Regions from separate parts of the Ovis aries genome. Here region 2 is linked to region 1. A link is a contact called in public Hi-C data. All regions are on one chromosome and are shown on one strand. The core of a region is the stretch at or near the end of the contact, and the rest is flanking DNA. Distances in the headings are between cores, read along the strand shown.

The links. Hi-C and Micro-C count contacts between places; a contact is called where the count stands out from the background.
Region 2: a contact with region 1 is called in a Hi-C map of muscle, with 3 times the contacts expected there. The contact joins the enhancer-like site here to the promoter of TINAGL1 in region 1. A contact is called at or near these places in 3 of 16 Hi-C or Micro-C datasets (liver, muscle and tail adipose tissue).

Annotation. Positions count from the first base shown.
Region 1 is chr2:235,922,829-235,929,317 of ARS-UI_Ramb_v3.0, reverse strand. TINAGL1 (tubulointerstitial nephritis antigen like 1) reads left to right here and starts at 3,156. Exons shown (of 13, transcript XM_042245024.1): 1 at 3,156-3,327. LOC101107259 (antizyme inhibitor 2-like) reads left to right here. Exons shown (of 7, transcript XM_042245025.2): 7 at 1-661.
Region 2 is chr2:236,012,481-236,018,969 of ARS-UI_Ramb_v3.0, reverse strand. No RefSeq gene overlaps it. Among named protein-coding and RNA genes, the nearest start is that of SERINC2, 18 kb to the right of the region's middle. Within about 2 kb of position 3,134, at least 25 of the 54 cell types and tissues checked have an H3K27ac peak or open chromatin away from gene starts, as enhancers often do. A contact at or near this core is called in liver and muscle, where this site is marked.

The DNA of each region.
Region 1 (6,489 bases), core at 1,907-4,406:
ACAGCATCTAGCCACATAGCTAATGAACCATGTGGGTGCCTCAGACCTGGCTTTGGCCTTAAGAAACACCCAGGTTTGGAGCTTGAATGGACCAGGTGTGAATACAGCCAACTCAGAAACAGAGCAAATGCTACTGCATGTTCCCCCAGCAGGCTAAAACTTGAAAAACAACATTTGAGGAGTTCTGAGCTCAAAAAAAGAATGCATCCTGCAGGGAAGGAAGATGATAGAGTCACTTCAGAATGATTGGTCACATTCTTGTAGGAAGGAAAGGGAGAGAAGACCCCAGAAGCCAAAGCCACTCATGTCCTGTGTCCTCTCACAGCTTCGCCTGATAAAACAAGACAGTCTCTGATCTCCAGCTTCTGCAGAGGGTCCTCCCCCTCTGCCAGAATCAGCCTTATCAATCTTACTGCAGCCTCCACGGCTCATGCACCCTTGGGCTACAGATATTTCTCCTGCAAACATCTCAGGAGGAGGGAATGAATCTGCGGATGTCACCCAAGGAAGGTAGCAGGTTCAGACAGCCTTTGGATAATGTGTCTCCTCCCAGAGACTGAAAATTCTGAATGGGAACATCTACCCTTACGTCCCCAGTGGTGTCTGGAAGTACAAATGTGAGTGGGCTTTAGGGAAAAAATAAAGTTTTATTCAGATGCAAGAGATTTTGATGTGTTCTGTGTTTTGCCCTTTGGGCATTTTACTGTGTGATTGTGGATATCTATCCATCCACCCATCCACCCATCTATCCCTCCATCCACCCATCCATCCATCTATCCATCCACCCACCCATCTATCCATCCATTCATTCATCTATCCATCCACCCATCTATCCCTCCATCCACCCATCCATCCATCCACCCATCCATTCATTCATCTATCCATCCACCCATCTATCCACCCATCCATCCACCCACCCATCTATCCTTCCATCCACCCATCCATCCATCCACCCATCCATTCATTCATCTATCCATCCACCCATCCATCCACCCATCCATTCATCCATCTATCCATCCATCCACCCATCTATCCATCCATCCATCCACCCACCCATCTATCCATCCATCCATCCATCCACCCACCCATCTATCCATCCATCCATCCATCCACCCATCCACCCATCCATTCATTCATCTATCCATCCACCCATCTATCCACCCATCCATCCACCCACCCATCTATCCATCCATCCATCCATCCACCCACCCATCTATCCATCCATCCACCCATCCATCCATCCACCCATCCATTCATTCATCCATCCATCCACCCATCCATCCATCCACCCATCCATTCATTCATCTATCCATCCACCCATCCATTCATTCATCTATTCATCCACCCATCTATCCACCCATCCATCCACCCACCCATCTATCCTTCCATCCACCCATCCATCCATCCACCCATCCACCCATCCATTCATTCATCTATCCATCCACCCATCTATCCACCCATCCATCCACCCACCCATCTATCCATCCATCCATCCATCCACCCACCCATCTATCCATCCATCCACCCACCCATCTATCCATCCATCCATCCACCCACCCATCTATTCATCCATCCACCCTTCTATCCATTCATTTATCCATCCACCTATCCATCCATCCACCCATCCACCCATCTATCCATCCACCCACCCATCTAGCCATCATCCATCCACCCATCCATTGATTCATCTATCCATCCACCCACCTATCTATTCATCCATCCACCCTTCCATCCATTCATTTATCCATCTATCTATCTATCCATTCATCTATCCATCCCTCCATCCACCCATCCATCCATCTATCCATCCATTTATCTATCCATTTACCCATCTATCCATCCATCCACCCACCCACCCATCCATCCAACCATCTCTCCATCCATCCACCCATCTATCCATCCATCCGTCCACCCATCTGTCCATCCACCCATCTATGCATCTATCCATCCATCCACCTATCTATCCATCTATCCACCTATCGATCCATCCATCCGTCCACCCATCTGTCCATCCACCCATCTATGCATCTATCCATCCATCCACCTATCTATCCATCTATCCACCTATCTATCCATCCATCCATCTATCCACCCTTCCACCAATCCATCTATCCATCCATCCATTCACCCATTGATCTATCTACTCATTCATCCATCCATAAAATAAAATGCAAGAGCCTAGACCTTGCCTGGCACTGTTCTAGGTACAGGTGACACATGATGGACAAGAATCTAAGCTCATGGAGCTAACTTTTTAGTTGGAAAAAGAGCATAAACAAACCCCTAAATCTAATAAAATGAAGTGGAAGCAATAAGGGCTGTGAAGAAAAATAAAGCAAGCAAGGGGCCAGTGAGTGATAAAAGACAGTGCTATTTTAGATAGAGGGGTCTGGGGAGGCCTCTCCGAGGACATAGCAGGTGAGCAGAGACCTGAAGGGAGCTTGTGCTTACCTGAGTCAGAGAGTTCCAGGCATTGGAAACAGCAAGTCCAAGGCCAGGGACAGACAGTGTTCCCTCACAGGCAAGAAGCCCGTGTGGGTGAGCAGAGTGAGTGAGGGGAGGTGTTGGGAGTTGAGGCAGGAGGAGGATTGGGGGCTGATCTCATCAAGCTTCAGGTGGGTCAGGGATCTGACTTAGCTCTGAGGCAAAAAAGGTGGGGAAGGGGCTGGGGAGGCCCTGGCAGGTTTGGGCAGGTGAATAGTGTGACAGGATGCAGAGAGAAGTTAAGGGGCTCCTGCCAGTCCTGGGAAATGACAGTGGTCACAGTACAGGTGGTGAGCTGCACCAGGTTCAGCATGGACTGCAAAGGTCAAGAGCAGAGAACTTTCTGAAGGGGTCAGAGGTGGGTAAGAGGCAAAGAGAGGAGTCCAGGACAACTCCAGGGCTTTGGGCTGTGGCTGTGGTATACAGATGGGGATGCAGGGCAGGAGGAGAAGCGGGTTAGGAGGGATTAAAATGGAGAGTTCTGTTTTGGAAAAGGCACGTATGAAAAGCCGATCCAACATCCAAATGGAGTCAGGTACAAGCATCAGATTTCAGGGCAGAGGTCGGAAGGGCAGAGGTCGGGAGGGCAGATATGACCGTCCATGGGGCGCGGTCCACACTGGTTGGACTTTCCATCCCTGGGGCTTGCCAGCTCAGCCAGGAAGTAAATAAGCAGAGGGATGACACAAGTCCTGGGAACTGAGAGGAGAAATATTCCAGGACGGCAGCCCACAGCTCTGTGCCCAGGACTCCCCCCAGAGTGGGTGAGGTGAGGGCTGAGAACGACGTCGGAGAGCGGAGGTCATCGGTGATCTTAACCAGCGGGTTTTAACGCCTAGGAAGGTTGGTGGAAGTGGGGTCCAGAGAGGATGGGGTGTGGGCACCTCTTCCAGGAAGTTAGTTGTGCTGTAAGAGGAGCAGGAAATGGGAGAGTTGCTGGAAGAGGCGCCTGTGTAGGTCAAGGAAGGTTTAAGATGAGAGATATTACAGCTTGTTTGTAGGCTCACAGGGATGACTGACAGAAGGCAAGATAACTAAGACGCAGAAAGAGAGGCGACAGTGGCAAAGCAACGTCCTTGGGTTGGTGGGAGCGGTTGGCGTCCTGTGCTCTGGGGCGGGGTTGGGGAACTGAGGTGGGGTGCGCCCAGATGGGAACTCCTCCAGTGCCTCCACAGGGACAGGCAGGTCACTGGGAGAACATGGAACTCTACTGTTTCTTTCTTAGCGGAATAAGAAGCAAGAACATGGTGGGAACGAGGAGGCAGAAGGTCCTGGTGTTCTCAGGAGAGGGGCGGAGTGGAAAAGGGACAAGAAGTGTGGAAGGATGAATGGGCCAGTGAAATGGGTGGCAATGCCAGCGCAGGTGCACACTCAAGGTTTGTGGGGGTCCATGTAGAGTGAACCCCGCCATGCAGTGTGTTTTGTATTCAGCACGTGGGCACCTGCTCTGTGGGTGCAGAATGAGTGGGGGTCACTGGGGAGGAAGAGAGCGAGGCAGGTGGAGACAGCTTAGAGAATGAGGTGCTCCTGAGGGGGACTCTCTGCAGGTCCAGGCTCCTCCTGCAGTCCTCAAAGCCTTTTCCTGAGCCCACATGCTGCCTTCCACAGCCTTTACCTGCTGGAGACTCATAATGACCCAGTGAGCAAATAACACCCCCTCTTTAGAGACGTGAACCTGCGGGTCACCTGGCTGGTAAATGGCAGAACTGAGATTTGACTTCAAAGCAGTTCAGTGTTTTTCCTTTAGGGCTGCAGGGGTGAGCACACTATGTTTAAGAAAGTCTTGCTTCTCAAATATATATATATGTATATATATGTGTGTGTGTGTGTGTGTGTGTGTGTGTGTGCTTCTCAAATATACATATATATATATATATATATATAATATATATAACGGGCTTGGCTGTTGGGAGATTAAATTTCAGGTGTTCTGAGCACCAAGTGGCCCAGGCTTTGTCGTTGTTCAGCCACAGTGATTTGCTTCCACCCACTGGCCACAATCAGTGCTGCAGCTGACCAGAAACCAACAAGGCGTTTGCTCATCTAAGGATTCGGTTTATGGGACTAACAATGCCTTTTTGAAAAGGGCTGCAGAGGAGTTCCCTTCCCCCTTTGACAAACGAGAAACGAGAGAGAAATCCAGAGAGGTGGCTTTAAAAAGCTGTCTGAACCTGTCTACTCCATGGAGTCAATAGTATTCACTGAACACCTCCTCTGTGCCAGGCACTGTTCTAGAGTCTGGGAATTGAGCAGAGATGATTGCTCTTGTAGACCTGACATTCCATGGAGGGTGGAGGTGAGGAAGGGGGAGGACAGGAACCAAACAAATAAATAAAGCAATGCTAGACTCTGGAGGATGGTGAGAAGGAATTAAAGGAGAGTGACTGGAGAGGGTGGTGGGAGGTGACGTTTGAAGAGAGACCCAGTGACTGGGGCAGTTCGGGAAAGATGCTCCAGGAAGAAGGAACAGCTCTGCAAAGGCTCGGAGGCTGTGGAAGGTGTGGGCAGTCCAGAACAGGTGGAGCCTACCAACGCCCCAGCCCAGCTATCTGTGTAGAATGTCCAGAGGTCAGAGCAGGACTTTCTAGTAGGAGGTGCATGCCACTGACCTTCCCTCAGGCAGTTCACAGCCTTGATCAGCACCCATCTGACTCACACAGCTGTCCCCTCCCTCCTGGAAACTCTCTCCTCTCTTGGGTTGTATGATACTAACTGCTGGTGGTAGGAAAATCTATGACTATTCTGTGGAAATCAAAGCTTAGCAATCAACATACAGAAGTTTCTTGTTTGAAGGAACCCACTGACATGTCAGACTTCCCTGGTGGCTCAGAGAGTAAAGCATCTGCCTACAATGCGGGAGACTCGGGTTCAGTCTCTGGGTTGGGAAGATCTCCTGGAGAAGGAAATGGCAACCCACTCCAATATTCTTGCCTGGAAAATCCCGTGGACGGAGGAGCCTGGTAGCTACAGTCCATGGGGTTGCAAAGAGTTGGACACGACTGAGCGACTTCACTGTCACTGACTTGTTAAAAGTTAGAGCAGGGAATACTGACACTCAGAGTCAAAGGTCAAGATCAACATTTCTGGGATCTGGAACAGGAGCATGTAGGAGAGAACTGGTGATGTCATCAGTTTTGCACGTAGCTTTTGCCATGTTATAAGTATGTGTTTGTGGACCTGTCTGCTGCTAATCTGTGAGCCATTCTTGCAAATAAAATGAATATTTATGTTTATATATATATTATATGAGTAAGCTTTATTCAAATCCTATGATTAGTGTTCCAACAAATAAGTTTTAGAAGCAAAGTGAAGTGAAAGTCATTCAGTCGTGTCCAACTCTTTGCGACATCCATGGAATTCTCCAGGCCAGAATACTGAAGTGGGTAGCCTATCTCTTCTCCAGCGGATCTTCCCAACCCAGGAATCAAACCAGGGTCTCCTGCATTGCAGGCTGATTCTTTACCAACTGAGCTATCTGGGAAGAAGTCCCTAATTTGGTAATTCCGCCATGTTATTCTAATACTACCCAATTATGGGGTTGCAAAGAGTCAGACATGACTGGCCAACTGAACTGAACTGTACTGAACCCAATTATGTCAGCTGATATTTTCCAGTGTTTGAATATTTGCTCTAGGCTATAGTTCTTTGTAAAGCAAAATAGTGCATCCTTAAAAACAGGAAAGTTATAGGAAGAAACATGTACCTAATACCCAACATGAGGCAAGACACTCAATTCAACCAACATCAGTGCAAATGAAATCAGTTCTTCCACACCAGGAATATTTATCATGAAAACAAAGATCAAGGGCAATTAATACTGTATTTAAAATTGTCAAGACTCTTTTATTTTTTGTCTTTTATTTATTTTTACTTATTTATTTAAGTATAGAGTATTTACAATGTTGTGTTAGTTTCTGGTGTACAGCCAAGTGATTCAGTTGTACATATACATACCACTTTTCATTATATTATAATGAATACAGTTCCCTGTGCTATGCAGTAGGA
Region 2 (6,489 bases), core at 1,885-4,384, 90 kb before region 1:
GAATCGCAGCACGCCAGGCCTCCCCGTCCATCACCAACTCCCGGAGTTCACTAAGACTCGCTTCCATCAAGTCAGTGATGCCATCCAGCCATCTCATCCTCTGTCGTCCCCTTCTCCTCCTGCCCACAATCCCTCCCAGCATCAGAATCTTTTCCAATGAGTCAACTCTTCACATGAGGTGGCCAAAGTACTAGAGTTTCAGCTTTAGCATAATTCCTTCCAAAAAAATCCCAGGGCTGATCTCCTTCAGAATGGACTGGTTGGATCTCCTTGCAGTCCAAGGGACTCTCAAGAGTCTCCTCCAACACCACAGTTCAAAAGCATCAATTCTTCAGCGCTCAGCCTTCTTCACAGTCCAACTCACATCCATACATGACCCCTGGAAAAACCATAGCCTTGGCTAGACAGACCTTAGTCAGCAAAGTAATGTCTCTGCTTTACAATATGCTGTCTAGGTTGATCATAACTTTTCTTCCAAGGAGTAAGCGTCTTTTAATTTCATGGCTGCAATCACCATCTGCAGTGATTTTGGAGCCCCCAAAAATAAAGTCTGGCACTGTTTCCACTGTTTCTCCATCTATTTCCCATGAAGTGATGGGACCAGATGCCATGATTTTCGTTTTCTGAATGTTGAGCTTTAAGCCGACTTTTTCACTCTCCTCTTTCACTTTCATCAAGAGGCTTTTTAGTTCCTCTTCACTTTCTGTCATAAGGGTGGTGTCATCTACATTCATTAAACTGAGACCTCTTTCAGCTTCAGCACTTTTGTTAATATTTTTTCCATCACTTTCTTTAATCCAGAAAGTCAACAAAACAGCAAATCAAGTCCCAGTTTATAACATTTGCCAATTCCCATGTGGCCAACTTCAAGTTACCAATGTAATGAATCACCAAGCCGACTTGCAAAGAGGTGTGCGGATGTATATCTTTATGCCAGAGTTCCGCTATTCAGCTACAGTGGATGCAGATAACCGTAAAAGAATAGTAAAGTGTAGTAAAATCATTAGGAAGTCATGAGTGTTGAGTACTATCTTTATTTTAACATTTCTTCTTTTTAACTGAATTGTAGTTGATTTACCATGTGTTAATTTCTTCCATGCTGCGAAGTGGTTCAATTATATATATTCTTTTTCATTCTGGTTTATCCCAGGATATTGAATATAGCTCCCTTTGCTATACAATAGGACCTTGTTGTTCATCTGTATTTTAATATCTCTTAATTGTAAATTCATATCATTTAATTTTTTAAGACAATGACTCTTCAACAACCTGAAATTGCAGAATTCCCAAAACTTTAGCAGCTGACTGCTGTGAGCTGGTGTGAGCCAGCTTGGTGCGCTGCTTTTCTTGTCACACCCAAACACATCCCATGGGACATTGCCAATAAAAGAGGCCCCATGACTAGAGAGACTGTGGGGAAGCTGTTTACCCTGGAAAATCTGAGCTGGTTTGTGCCTTGGAGCAGAGGAAGAAACTTGAAGCAATGACTCTGTCAAATTCAAGGCCACATAGACGCAGCTAGTTTGGCTTGGCCATTTTGAGTCCTTCATATCAAAATATGAGTTTTCTTTTTATTATTAAGGCTCACCAGACATCTCTGCCCCTTGACCTCAGCCCCTCTCTGCATCCCACTCTGTGTCCGAGACTCACTTCACTTGTCACAGTCTGTTGATACCTCTTTTCAACTTAGGCACCCAGAGAAGAAGCCCTTTTTTTTAGATTTTTCTGTCTCCATCAACAACTTGCTTGTCCCTCTTTCCCAGGTAAAAGCAGAATTTTCACTAAGATCACTATCTTTGCACAAGTCAACGTGACAGGAAAAACTGTTTAATTTTAGAAGAATTTAGCACCTGTTTTACTCATCCTCACCTTTCAAAACCCTACTCACATGTTACCTCCCTTCTGATGTTTCATTTTCCAACACTGCTACGGCTATGACTTGTCCATAATCTTATCGTTCCTGTTCAGACAAGAGTGTGAATGTTTGTTTACTAATCAGTGCCCCTGACTTGACTGTGAATTTTTCCTCAAGCGCAAGGATTGTGTCTGTCTTGTATGCTATCGTATGACCAGTGACCAGTACAGGGTCTGGTCCTAGGTGAGGGTTTTTTCAGTAAATATACCAGATTGAAAAACTTGAATATATATTCAATGCCATGTGACGCTCTATATTGGAGAAGGCAATGGGAACCCACTCCAGTACTCTTACCTGGGAAATCCCATGGACGGAGGAGCCTGGTAGGCTTCAGTCCATGGGGTCGTGAAGAGTCAGACACGACTGAGTGGCTTCACTTTCACTTTTCACTTTCATGCATTGGAGAAGGAAATGGCAAGCCACTCCTGTGTTCTTGCCTGGAGAATCCCAGGGACAGGAGAGCCTGGTGGGCTGCCGTCTATGGGGTCGCACAGAGTCGGACACGACTGAAGTGACTTAGCAGCAGCTTAGCAGACTCTATAAGCCCTGGGAGATAATTTTGACTTAGTCCTTCTTTCAAGGAAGCTCTCCTTGGGGCCTCTTGCACCTCCTCTTAATCTCCCTAAACACATATTTCCCACTTAGATTCCTAAATGTCAGCCAGAGAGGTCCTGAGACCGTTTGGTTCCATCAGCTTGTTGTGCAGATGAGGAAACTGAAACCCAGGGAAGTGCGGGAAATTGCCTGAGCTCACATGGCTCATTAAGAGTTTCCCAGGTGACGCTGGTGCTAAAGAGCCCGCCTGCCAATGCAGGAGACATAAGAAACACGGGTTCAATAGGGTTCAATCCCTGGATCAGGAAAACCCCCTGGAAGAGGGCATGGCAACCTACTGCAGTATTCTAGCACGGAGAACCCCAGGGACAGAGGAGCCTGGTGGGCTGTGGTCCACAGGGTCACAAAGAGTCAGACACGACTGAAGCGACTTAGCAGACACCCACACAGCTCCTTAGAAGGATGGAAACCAAGCCTTATGCTTTCCAGATCAGGCTTCATCCTGTAACTGCCGTCCTTAGAGAAGCGGGCCCAGAGAGAGGAAGGTGAGCACAAGCTCACACAGCGATTGAGGAGCAGAACCAGGGCATGGGAATTCTACCCCATCCAGATCTCCTTGGGACCTTTCCCTTCCTCTGAGGCTTGACAGTGATACTTGTGGGTGCCGCCTCTACCTACTCAGGGTCGGGGATCAAGACTGGGGAGGGGCGATTCTGCAGGTTCTCACCTGGGAACTGAGGGAAGCATGCATCAGTTTGCCCACTAGGGGGCAATAGAGAGCCCAACTAGGATAGCTGTCCACTGAGCCTCCAGCCAAGGTTCTTGTACTTGGGCCCAGCGGGAAAACTGAGGCCCTGGGAGGAGAGGGACTTGCAGAGGTCACTCTGAGTGCCAGAGGCAGAGCTGGCACTTGATCCGGGCTTCCTGAAACCAGTCAGGTGCCTTCCCTGGACAGCTGACAGGGGCCTGGAGGGGGCGAGGCTTCTCTGCCCTTTTGCTGACCACTCAGACCAGGCTGTGCTGCGCCACACCCCCCAAGTGGCATGACATTGCACGTCTCCCTGCAACACACTGGCCAGGGCTGAGTCACACTCTGCTTCTTTCCTGTTCTGTTCGGCCCGCCCCGCCCCCCTGCCCTGCCCTGCTGCCTCCTGTCACTAGCACAGGTCTTTGTGGTTTAGGAAACATTGTCACTCTCTGCTTACCCAGGGTGGGCCTGGGGTGAGGTGAGGTGGATTCCAGTCAGACCAGCCACTCAACCCCAGACCAGGTTTGTTTTGTTGCAAGTCTTTTTGGGCCTTAGTTTCCTTATCTCTCAGGCAGATAATATAGTAGTTCTTATCTCTCAGGGGTTTTGAGAGGCTTAGATGAGATAGCACATAAAGTTCTTCCATGCTTTTTATCAAGCCTGAAAACTGAATAGCATCTGGGAGAAACTGCCTCCCCCTTACAGATGACAGACTGAGACGCAGAGAGGTCAGTGAGCCACAATGACGCAACTTCCTAGCTGAGGGCCAGGTATGGTTGCCAGGCCAGGACTCAAGGGTGTGAGAAGTGGAACTTTCTCTTTCTCTGTGTCTGAGTTGGTGTTGGGGAGAGGAGTGTACAGAGAGCTAAGGCTTGGGTAGGCCTCTGGGTCTCCCAGCCTTGAGTCTGCATGGGTTGCCTTGGTGCCTTTGGGGGCCAACATCCCTCTCTGCTTCTTCTGTGGAGGGCGTAAGAATCGTTCTGCTGAGTTGGGCCACACTGGGGGTCCTTCTGGCAGGTCCTCCTTTGGGCTCTTGCAGGGGCCTCTCAGCACCCACGATATCTCTGCTATCATCACTCTGTCCATCCTTCCTCTCGTTCTAGCCTTGGGAGGCCTTCAGTCTGCTTAACAGCCTCTCTTGCATGGGGAGTGGGGAGAATAGAAAAAGGGAAAAATATTCAGAGAGAAACAAAGAGATCAGTTACATCAAAACCTACTGAAATGGCTTTTCTGTACAAAGCATGGTTCTGGGCCCTGGGGTTGCAGCTATGAGCAAGCCAGACACAGGCTCTCCTCTCAGGGGGAGTTGGGGCGGGCAGACAGTCATGGTCAAAAGGGCTACCATTTATGGAATCCTGCTGCGTGCCTGTGCCATCTCCCTCCTCCCAACAACATAATGACATAAGTGTTACTATTATCCCCATTTTATAGGTAAGGAAAAAGAAGTAGAGAGGTTCAGAACTTGCTCCAGCTAGTAGATAATAGGGGGTAGGATTCTGAACCTGGCAGTCTGAAAATTAAATAAGGTCATGGAGTGGAGAAGGGCTGGCCATGGGTCCAGCCAGAATGGACCCTTCCAGCATTCCCAAGTGAGGAGGTGGAGTTTGAGGCAAGACCCCACTAATGGTAAGAAGCAGGCAAGCCTGGATCTGGGGGATGAACATTCCAGGCAGAGAGAATGGCAAGTGCAAAGGCTCTGAGGCGAGAATGAACTTGACTCATCAAGGGCCAGAAAGAAAGTCACTGTGGCTGGGAGGTCAGGAGGTGAGGGGAGGAGTAGACGGACCCAGATTGGCAATACTAAACTCCATGCAGCGGAGGCGGGTTGCAGCCATCTGGCCTCTTCTCTTGAGCTTGGCAGGGCCAAGTGCTATGCCCATAAACCCCAAGAGGTCATTATCTCCTGTCCCTGCAGGCAGCTGGGACCCCCACCGCCAAGGCTTCTTCTAATCTCTCACTAGTCCTGGGACCCTGAGGACTATCTAGCTGCCAAGGGTGGGCTGGAGTGGGGGGCCTGAGGCCCTGAGAAGCCTTGTTGCTGCTAGGGCACCAGGCAGGACGTGCAGAGCCCTGAGTCAAAGCCCTGACGTCTGTCCCAGCGGTGGCAAAGGCGTTTCAATTGGAGTCATTAAGATCACTGAGCCTTGATGGCCTAGATTTGAGCCACGCTGTCCTCACCCGCTCCCCCCGACTTCCTGGCCTGACCTCTCCAACCACCCATGACAGGAGAGGCCCCTCTGGAGGCACTATTTAGCACCCCTCTTCTGGATTCCAGGGCTTTCTCCCTGCCCCCAGTCAGGGAAAGAGCGTCTTTCAGAGAGCAGCCATTGCCTGTCTCTCTTCCCCTCGGAATCCTGGGGTTCAGCTGAGACCAGTGCAACCACATTTCCCAGGGCCTCCTGGTCCTTCTTGCCCTCTGGAAATTTTCACCCATGGCTGCCTTTGCCCACGCTGTCCCCTCGCTTGGAATGTTCTTTCGATTTCTGTTTACACTGAAAATTCCTCCTACCTTATTCCTCAAGGATTGTAATAGGTGAATTTCTTTCTTCGTTCCTTCCCTCCTTTCTTTCTCTCTTCTTCTTTTTCTTTCCCCCTTCCTTCCTTTCTCCCCGTGATTCATTGATTTTATTCATGCATTTTGAGTAGTCATTCATTCAGCTTCCACCAGGCACTAGGGCACAGAGAGGGTAGGACAGATTCTGAGGTCAAGGAGTAAATTAACCTGTGTGAGAGGCGGAAGGTAAACAAGCAAGACAGACTACATAATGGACAGGTCCCGGTGCAAAATAAACATGTGAGACCCTTTGTTAAAAAGCTCAATCAGAATTTCAAAGTGGCGACAGCAGAGCATTAAACCAATTGAGAAGCCCTTCCTAACCAGGAGGTTCTTCTTCAGAGGTTGTGTGCCCAGGAAGGTGACCCCAAGAACTAGTGATTCCATCAGACTGTGATGGAATTCACAGATTCCATCCCTGAATCCATCAGTGATTCCAGGCAGTGGGCAGGTGAGCCTGGGCATTATCCAGGAGGAGGTGTTGTCCACAAATGGCCAAAAGCAGCAGGGAAATGGAAGGACTCTTGGGTACAAGATTTCTTTTGGGGGTGCTGAAAATGTTCTGGGGTTAGATAGTGGTGGTGATTGTACAACCTTGCGATTGTGCTAAAACCCACTGGTTTGTCACTTTAAAACATGTGGATTTTACGGTATGTGGAATATATTTCAACAAAGCTGTTTTTTTTTTAAAAAAAATCATGAATATAATACGGTGAA